Linked DNA regions of Sus scrofa: region 2 is linked to region 1. A link is a contact called in public Hi-C data. All regions are on one chromosome and are shown on one strand. The core of a region is the stretch at or near the end of the contact, and the rest is flanking DNA. Distances in the headings are between cores, read along the strand shown.

Evidence for each region. Hi-C and Micro-C count contacts between places; a contact is called where the count stands out from the background.
Region 2: a contact with region 1 is called in a Hi-C map of liver, with 2.5 times the contacts expected there. The contact joins the promoter of MED26 here to the promoter of MYO9B in region 1. A contact is called at or near these places in 1 of 5 promoter capture datasets (liver) and 2 of 47 Hi-C or Micro-C datasets (heart right ventricle and liver).

What each region holds. Positions count from the first base shown.
Region 1 is chr2:60,564,154-60,568,957 of Sscrofa11.1, reverse strand. MYO9B (unconventional myosin-IXb) reads left to right here and starts at 1,479. Exons shown (of 42, transcript XM_021083575.1): 1 at 1,479-1,581. It overlaps HAUS8 (HAUS augmin-like complex subunit 8), which reads right to left and starts at 1,383. Exons shown (of 11, transcript XM_021083576.1): 1 at 1,115-1,383. The coding sequence starts at 1,143.
Region 2 is chr2:60,981,881-60,986,587 of Sscrofa11.1, reverse strand. It overlaps MED26 (mediator of RNA polymerase II transcription subunit 26), which reads right to left and starts at 2,355. Exons shown (of 3, transcript XM_003480761.4): 1 at 1,998-2,355. The coding sequence starts at 2,069. LOC102160178 (a long non-coding RNA gene) reads left to right here and starts at 2,520. Exons shown (of 2, transcript XR_301790.3): 1 at 2,520-2,726; 2 at 3,536-3,757.

The DNA of each region.
Region 1 (4,804 bases), core at 230-2,729:
CCTGCTGATGTTACACGACAGGCTCCACTGGTGACAGCAGTGGTGGTCCCCGTGCTCAGCTCACTGCAGCCTCCTTCTGTGTAGTAGGCTCTGGGGACACCAAAGTGAGACCCAGGCCATGGTGGGGGACGCCTCCAGGCACAGCAGGGAGAAGCAACTTTAACAAATGCTGGCTGGGTGCCACCTGCTCTGCTCCTTCCTTGGAATCCTCCCAACCCTAAAAATACCTAACAGTTGACCTGCTTTATCTTCATTTTCCAGACAAGGACTGTAGGTTTATACAGGTCATATAAACTTTGTGCCTGTTTTTTCAGGCTTTGCCTCCTTGAAATATTCTTGCTTTCAATCGATTCAAGAATTAGGGCGATTTTGCTTCTAGCATCCAGCTGGTCTAGGGGCTAGGATTCCTGATTTTCACCCAGGCTGCCCAAGTTCAATTCCTGAGCAGTTAAGATCTAACTTCAAGTCATTAGTCACTCCTGTCTCTCCGAGATCAGGTGGAGGAAACAAAAGTGATTTCACATGGCCTACTCAATTTTAATTCACACAGGCACAAAAGACATTGTGGAATGAACAAATAAACACAGCCCAGGAATCATGCCTGGCACCAGGGAAATGTTACCTAACCCTAACCCTTGCTCTTGCTGTGTGGGCCTGAGCAAATGACCTTCCCTCCCTAAAACTCCATCATCTCCTTTGTCCACTGCAAAATGATAATTGTAATAACAAAGGACCACTTTTAGGGTCCAGTCACTGTTTTAAACGCTTTGAAACCACCCACTAAGCCTACAAGGTTGAGCGGTAGCGTCATCAGCCCGCGGAGGAAAGCGAGGCAAAGAAGTTTAAGCCACTCGCCAGAGATGACCCAGGATCTAGCAGGCTTGACCAGGGACTCGAACTCAACCTCTGGTCCTGAGCCCACGCTGCAGGGCATGCGCATGGGCTGCATCCCACCTCCCAGAACCTACGCATCCTCCATGGTTCTCGGACGGGTCAGATCCGGACTCTCCCCGAGGACCCTCGCTCCCCAACTCTGCTGCCCTTCTGTCCCTAGCGCTCGACCATGGCCCTCCACTGGCACCCACAAATCCAGACCCGCAGCATCTCAACTCACCCAGCGCCACGCCCCGAGGTATCCGCCATTTTCCCGCCTTCAACTCAAAGGCCTGCTCTTCAAGTCCGCGCCCGCGCCCCCGCCCCCACCTCGACCAGGCCACATTGAGACGCCTCAGGAGGGGTTGCCGCGGGCCGTGATGAGTGTGGCTGTAGGCAGAGCGGGCGACTCCTCCGCGTGCGCCTCTCTGCCTTCCCCTCACACTTGGTTTCGCCCACCAGTGGCAGGGGGCGGTGGCATGGGCCGGTGGCAGGGGCCGGGTCGGAAGTGATGGGCGTGGTTTAGGGGTCCCCGCCCCCTAGCGCGCTGGCGTCACGCCCCCCGGACCCCGCCCCTCCGGAACCCGGAAGCGGGAGCGCGCGGGGGAGCCGCGGGCGCGGCGGGGCGGAGCGGCCCGAGGAGCAGCGGGCTGGCTGCCGGGCGGGGATCCGGCCCGGGACCGGCGGCGCGCGGCGGCCGAGGCCCAGGTGAGTGCCGGGCGGCCGCGGGTTGAGTGTTCGATCTTGAAGCTCTCATCGGCGGGCTGCCTTGTGGAGGGACGGATCTGAGGGTTATTGGGGGGGCGCGAAGGCAGGGGTCTAGGGGGCGGGAACGAGCGTGGGTGTCGCGGAGGGTTTGCAGGAGACGGAGTGGGAATGGGAGGATGAAGGAAAGTTGATGTGATGAGTCTGGTGAAGGAGTTTTTGGGCGGGTGTGGAGGCAGATCTTGTGGCTTTGAGCAGCTTCTCTGTGGAGGACGTGGCTTAAGTGGTAGTTGGAGGGTCGCAGGAAATGGGGCTGGGAGGGGGAGAGGCAAAGAGGCGGGGTTGAGAGGCCCAAGCTGGGGGTTGAGAGGAGCGAGGCCGCTGGGGGAACAGTCGGGGTGCGATTGGGAGGGAAGGGGTGCAGGACGGCCTGGGGGCGTCTTCCTGCGGTTGAAGAGGTAGAGGAATAGTGCCTGAGGGAGGGCAGTGCCTAGGACTCAGTGGTTGCTCAATAAACGCGAGGGGTTCTGAACCCAGTGGTACGGTGGCTGGCCGAATTGGTAAGAGGAGAAATGGGGGAGGGGAGGAGAGGCAGAAGCGGGGGTAGAAGTCAAGGCAAGAAACAGCTGAGGTCCGGTCCAGGGAGCGCCTGGGGAGGAGGGGAGGAAGGAAAAGACTAAAGGAAATGAAAGGACTAAAGTGGCCCGGTTCCGATGTTGGGGTGCAGCCCATGGAGATTCGAGGGCCTTCCTGTCCCCCTCTTGATTCATCTTATTCCTGACTTTGCCCCCAACTGCTGGGTGAGCCAGGCTAGTCCCAGCGCCTTCTGGGTGGTATTCAGGACTTGAAAACCCAACACTCTCCTCCTAAGACAGGGCTGGCCAGAGCCCGGGGGTTCTAGAGAGCAAGGAAGGTGCTATTGGGCCCGCTATGGGACCGGAACTGGGTTTCAGCGGGGAGGGGGGTGGGTGTGCACAGAACCCGCATGTGCTAAGCTGTCACCACCTCCTCCGAGTTGCATCCTTGGACTTAAATGGGTAAAACGACATACAGGAAATCTGTCCCCCAGCGGCTCTGAGCTTGCTCAGCCTGGGAGAGGCATAGCAGCCAGCAGGCGCCCTGTAGGCCAGGGGTCTTTAAGGGAAAGCCTCTCCTGTACCTCTTTGTCTGAGGTGGGAGCTGGTGGGAAGATTGTGCCTTACACTTGGTGGGTACCCGCTCCTTTCTTCCTGAGGTATATTCTGGTCTTGGAGTCTCCAGACTCTTTAGGCATCCAGGAGCAGTGGGAGGTGACATGGGCAGCCAGAAAGTTGTGTCCGATATGCCTGGGTCTGGTGGGGGCCTTGCACTAAATAGTTTTGATCAGCATTAATTTCCTAACCCTGTGAATCCTTGTCTGGGATCTGCAAGAAGGGCCAGGGAGCCTGGGTTTTTAACGCATTCGGGACATGAATCTGGATAGCTTCAGATTCTGAATGTAAAGAGGGCTACAGAAAGATAACCACCCCTTTCACTTCCAGAATGTTCTGGCCCTTATGGAACCTTCCATAAGCAAGGCTCCCAGCCTCACTTGGCCAGAACCCATGATTAGAGCCCCAGCCGTGCCTCCTGCAGGTTTTGAGTATGGGCTTGCCTTGGCCAGGACGCTCCCCTGCTCCCCCCTCCCCCCTCCCCTCCCTAAACCAGACCAGAATCTTCTGGTTCCACAGCCCTGTAGTCGTTTCCTCCTTGCACCAGGAGCATAGCCAGGCAGGCTCTCATGGAGGGTCCTGTGTTGGCGGTCCTAACCTTGGTCAAGTCTCTTTGTTTCTTGCAAAACAAACAGATTGGCCTAATCATTGTTTCTCAACTCTGAAACCCAACCTCGGCATCTCCAGCACACAGCCCCCTCTAATTTTATACAGCCCCCAACAGGGGAATCCCCACTGCAGTGATTTTTCCCCCTTTTGTTCAGCTTTCCATCCTACAGTTTATATCTGAAAACAGTTATCTTACTGCTCCTTTATCTTCCATATAGAAAATCAGCAGTGCCAAAATGTGCTTTTGCACATCATACCTGTCCAAAGTTTCAGCTATGTCCTTCTGATTGGAAATCCCTGGGTAAGATCCTCTCTCAGGTCCAGGCCTGTGACTCAGAGAAGCAGGTGGGGACTTGGGATTCTCCCCTTTCTGTTTCACTGAGGGACCCATTTTCATTCCTCAAAGGGGCTTGTTAACTTGCTGCTTCCCTTTCCTTGTTTCTCTGAAGTCATGTGTCTCGGGTGGGCCTGGAGTTCTGTTAAGTGAGGGCTGATTGTGCCAAGCTCTGTGGGCTGGGTCCCAGGGACAGAGATGAGCCCTTGTACCTAGAGGAGGGACATTCTAGTGGGCACTCGCCCACAGGAATAATGGAGTTCAGAGTAGTTGGTTATTGCACCAACAGGTGACAAGAAGTTGTGGGAACAGAATCAGGAACAACCAGTGCAAGACTTGGGGCATGGGGGATTCTGACAACTTTCCTTAGAAGGAGTGGCTGGCCCCAAGCCAAGTCTTGAAGGATATGGAGATGTTAAACCAAGCCCAAAGAGGGAGCCATGTAAGCACATCCCTGCACAGCTCTTTTATTGAGCATCTTCTGCAATAGACGCTTTTATACCCAACTCTTTTATTTTGCCAACTAGCAGACAGCAAGGGGATCCTGGTCCCTGTTTGTTCAATATGGAAACTGAGGTTCAGCCAGGTAATGACATCAGAGATGGCTCCTCGTGCTTTCTAGAAACATGAAGGATCATTAATGACTTCAAACTCTAGACCAGATTGCTAGAGCAGTAGTTTCTCAACTACAGCACTGCTAATATCTGGCACTGGGTCATACTTTACTGTGGGGGCTGCCCTGTACACTATGGGATGTTGAGCAGCATCCCTGGCCCTCACACACGAGATGCCAGTGGTACACACCCACCCCACTTTGTGATAACCAGAAGTGTCTCTAGATGTGGCTGTGTGTCCCCTGGGGGACAGGAACCACTGCTCCGTAGTAAAATCTGGTTCCTGCCCCAGACCCACCATTGCATCAGTGGGTCTTTAGTATTTGTTGGGTTCCTGGTGAATTGCTGCCAAGGGCAGGCGTGGGGAAAAGAGGCCAGCAATTGAAATCTGCCGTCTGTGAGGTTCTGAATCTAGAGTCCTGATTAAAAAAAAAAAGAAAAAAGAAAAAAAAAAAAGGATGCACCATGGGGAATGGACC
Region 2 (4,707 bases), core at 1,106-3,605, 420 kb before region 1:
AGCCACACTCCTGTCCAATGGCTTATAGTGATATTCAGGGCTGACACTGACAGTAGCAGCATTTAAAGGAGGCACTTTCTCATCACTCATATTCAGAGGCAACTTCTCAATTCTATCCACTACATTTACATTAGTAAGATTCCACACACACCTATCACAAGAGTTGTCCCAAATAAGCCATGTGAAATGTGAATACCATAACATACAACACAATGGTGGGCTTGGACCCTCTTCCTCCTGTATTCCTAGGAGGAACCTTTCAGATTAGAGCCTTACACAACACTGGAACCCCTGAGGTCACTGCCCCACCTAATCTACAATACGGGGACTATGCATCAAAGCCCCTCCTGATCCCAAAGCTCTCCTAGATGGCATTAAGGATCAGTGCTAATATCTCAGGAACCTTTCAGATTCTCTGGAAGGCAAACACGCAAATGGAATTCAAGAAATTACACTCTGACTGATGCAAAAGACACCAAGGCTACATTTTTCACATCACTTGTTTTATCCTCTAATATTTCAGTCTTGGGAACCTCTGCGGCACCAGTTACTGCAAAAATCCTGCAAGATCTTATATACTTTGTGCCTAGTCCACCCCCAAAGTCATAAAAAAAAATGTATACAACATTTGTTAAAGACAATTACCACCACGGCTACTCTAATAGGGCCTGTAGACCAGGAACAACAGAATTACTTATGATATAGAAATCAGAGTCTTAGAGCATAACTTCTCTATATCTACCAAAACTGTACAATCCAACATGAATTCTAAAAATGCTAAGCTAAAGCCTACTGCTAAAAGTAATCAGCCAAACTCCTGTAAAAGAAAAGCAAAAGCCTCCATAGTGATAGAAACCTGAGTTACCTGGCCAAGCCCAAGAGGGTTTTTCCTTCTAGCCCCAGTACATTAAAAAATGATCTTAAGGGCCACTTCCTGGTCTCCCAGGAAATGCAGGGACTCATCTCTTACTTGGATGCTACTGCATCTTCCTACTGCTGAACCTGCTCCTGCCACAGGGAAAAATGACCCTTATGGCCAGCAACCACTCAGAGAAGATATGAGAACTCAATGAATCTTTCCCCCCACACACGGAAGGGGGCAGGGAAGATCCCTCTACAAACAGCAGCCTGGGTAGAGGAGCGTCTGAGAAAGCAACACCCTGAGGTTAACCCGGATGGTCTAGGTCACAAACCAACAGGCTGGGACCCCAGGTAGGGGGAAGAGACAGCTGAAGGAGGGCTATGGGGGGAATGGGAGAGAAAACAATCACCTCTAATTCACTACCAAAAAGCGGGGCTCTGGCTTGGTCAGAGACGCAGTGAGTACTCAGGCCCAGAAAGGTAAAAGAATCCACTCTCCACAAGATCGTCTTCCGTCAGCAGCGACCCCAGGAGGGATCCTGCAAAGACATGTTCACTCTCAGAACCGAAGAGGACTCTTTACGCGCCCTAGGCAGCCGGCTAGGGGCAAAGCAAGTCGAGGGATTCTCTCCGAAGCCGGGAAGGTGCTTCCAGCCGGGAGGAAAGCGAAGGACTTCCCGATCACCCAGAAGGCCGAGACACTGGCGACACGGGATCCCCGAATCATACCCCGGACACCAGTTGCTCCACAGCCTTTCCCTCTCCCCTCCCCCGCGCCGGGAGGGCTTCCCGGGGGTCGGGGGTCTCCCGGGAAGGAAAAGGCAAGCGAGCTCTGTCAGTAGCAGCAAGGGTCGAAGAGCTGGAGCGGGAACTGAGGAAAAGCTCTGGTCTCAGCTCCCATCTGCTCCCTCCGCCCAGGCCTCACGAAAGCCTCGGCCTCACGTACCGAACGCCGCCGGGCTGCCCGACCTGCCCCGACCCGGGCCCGAGGGGCGAGAGGCCGAGATGGCAGCGGCCCTTGGGGGCAGGTGAGCGTCCGACGGGTCCCCCAGAACCCGGCAGGAGAGAGGCAGTAGGGAGGGGGAGGGTCCCGGGCCCACGCGGCCTCCACCACAGCCCGTGCCGTGGACACTTACGTTGCTCTGGGGGTCGATGGCCTGCAGCAGCCGGTCCCTGATCTGCTGCGGAGACGGCGGAGCCGCTGTCATTGCCTGGGCGAGGCGGGGGGGGAGCGGCCGGGCCAGCGGGCGGGCGGGCTGAGGTGGGGGACGGGGGTCACTCACTCGCCGGCCTCCGGGAGCGGAGCCTCATGTTCCCCGCGGCGCCGGAGAAAGTGGGGGCGCGCGGGGTGGCAGAGGGGGAGCCGGGGCCGGGGCTCAGGCCCGGGGCGCCGCCGCCACCGGAGGAGGAGGAGGAGCCGCCGGAGCCTCTGCCGCTGCTGCCGCCGCCTCGAGAACCAAACTCCAGTGAGCTACCCTCGCGCGGAGCACTCTGGGTAACCCGCGCCGCACGCAGCGTCGGCGCCACGCTGAGGAGGTTGGGAGATGGGGCGGGCAGAGACGCCGAACCTGGGCGGGGCCACGCGCGGGCCCGGCCCCATACCCATACGCATGCGCGCGCAGGCGCACTCGCCCCACCGCTTGGTTCCTCCCCGCCGCCCGGCCAAGGGAGCCGTTGGGAGGCGGTTGGGCGGGGCAACGGCCACCGCCTGCAGGCCCCGCCCCCGCCCCGGCTTGGGGGCCGAGGTCTCCGACCGAAACGCTAGGTGGGCGCCGAGTCCTTGAACTCCGGCGCTGTGGGAGGCCGTATCAGAGCAGCCGAAGGACCTCTCCTCGGGGAGAAAAGCTTTCCCTGTTCTGATGGAGGTGATGGAAATCGCGGGCAGGAGAAGCTGCCAAGTTTTCTGAGCCTGGGGTCTTTCACAAGCCCTCTATTTGCGTTTCTGAGGGCCAGGGGAGCAGACTTCCCCGTAGTGAATTTGTGCGTGTAAGGGTCAGTTGAGCGTGCGGGAACACTCCAGCCCCTCCCCCTCCAGAGGGCGTTGATACGAGCACGGGTCTGCAGCGCCTCGGGCCGGGATCCCGAAAATGTGCGATAGCCAAGCGCCCCGCATGGGAGCCGCCGCCCCAGCTAGGAAAGCCCCAAAGCCAACCCCTGAGCTGACACCAGCGTTGCAAGCCTGTATCTACGCCAAGCTCGCAACGTTGGAGTCAACCTGCCCAGACATTTGGGGCTGGGATCACTCTGTTGTAGGGCCTGTCTTGTGCATTGCATGATGTTCAGCAGCATCCCTGGTTTCTACCCACTAGATGCCAGTAGCACCCTTTTCCCCCGCCTGGGACAGCCAAAAATGTCTCCAATCACTGCCAGAGGTCCCTTGGCTGGCAAAAATCGACTCCTGTAGAGAATCCCTGGTTTAAAAGAAAGACCCTTCAGTCCTCATTCTCTCAATCTCCACTACAAAGAAGGAAACTGAGGCCCAAGGTCATCCAGAGTTCTAGGTCAAGCCCAGAATTGTTAACTGTCAAGTCTAAGCCGACCCCCGCGCCTTCTTTCATTGCTGTCTCCTCTGGAAGCTCTGCTAAATACTCAGTTATGTGACGGGATGAAAGGGCAGGCTGAGTGGATTATTAGTCGCAGCCTCGGGAGAAATAACTTTTTTCGTTTGTTACAGGAAGACCTAGATTTAAAACAGGAGAGAGGCAGCTGATGAAAACCACATGTGCGCCTTGGATCTGTGCTACACCTGTTAGTCTTGCATTTGTCATGTTTCTGGGAAGCATTTTTATTTACAAAAACGGCTGTTTCCACACGTGGTTGTGGTTGCCTGCTTCTGCACATGTGAAAACTTTTACATCACCCTTGTAGGAGAAAATAAATATGGGCAAATAATTTACTCTCTCTCCTAGAATGAGATGCTTTGTTTACCTGGTCCAGGTTGGAAACGGGCCCATTTGGAGATATTCCTTATCTCACTTCAGATAAGCAAAACAAGCACGCCTCCAAGCATCCCGTTCCAACCTCTCTTTTTTTTAATTTCTGACTCATATAATATTAATATATGTATTAATATTAATAATGTATATATATTAATCAAGGGTTACAAAGAAATAATTTGTTTCATAAGGGTCAGGTTATTTAAGAAAAATCTAAAAAGCACTCTACTTACTTGCTTTTTATTTACTTTTTCTTTTTAGGGTTGCACCTGCCGCATATGGAGGTTCCCAGGCTAGGGATCGAAACAGAGCTACAGCTGCTGGCCTCCACCCAAAGGCCTCATCTATGACCTACACCACAGCTGATGGCAACTCAGGATCTTTAAGCCACCGAGTGAAGCCAGGGATCTAACCCACATCCTCATGGATACTAGTCAGGTTCATAACCTGCTGAGCCAAGATGGGAATTCCCTACTTGCTCTTTTTAAATTAAGAAAGATTAAGATGACTGTGAGCTTTGCAAGGGCACTGACTTGACTGTGTCCCCAGCAGATAGAAGAGTGATTATTAAATACATGTGAAAAAAGGGAATGAACATCTTATCCAGATACACGGCAATTGTACACACATTCAGGCAGTTCAGTTCCACAGATCTCACACACAGTGGGGGCTCAATATTTAATAACTTATTACATTAAATATAAATACTGTGTACACGAGGATGCACATGAACACACACAGATATCTGTATGTAGTATATAAATGGTTTTATTCCACATTTAACATATATACAAAGGGTGCTTGTAATAGTAAAGATTAAGTCAGACAGCCAATGAACAGAAGTCTTGAAAACATTAACAGTTCTCTTAGTTTCAGGGTAGATTAAGTTCACCTAGCAGGTGTTTTGCTT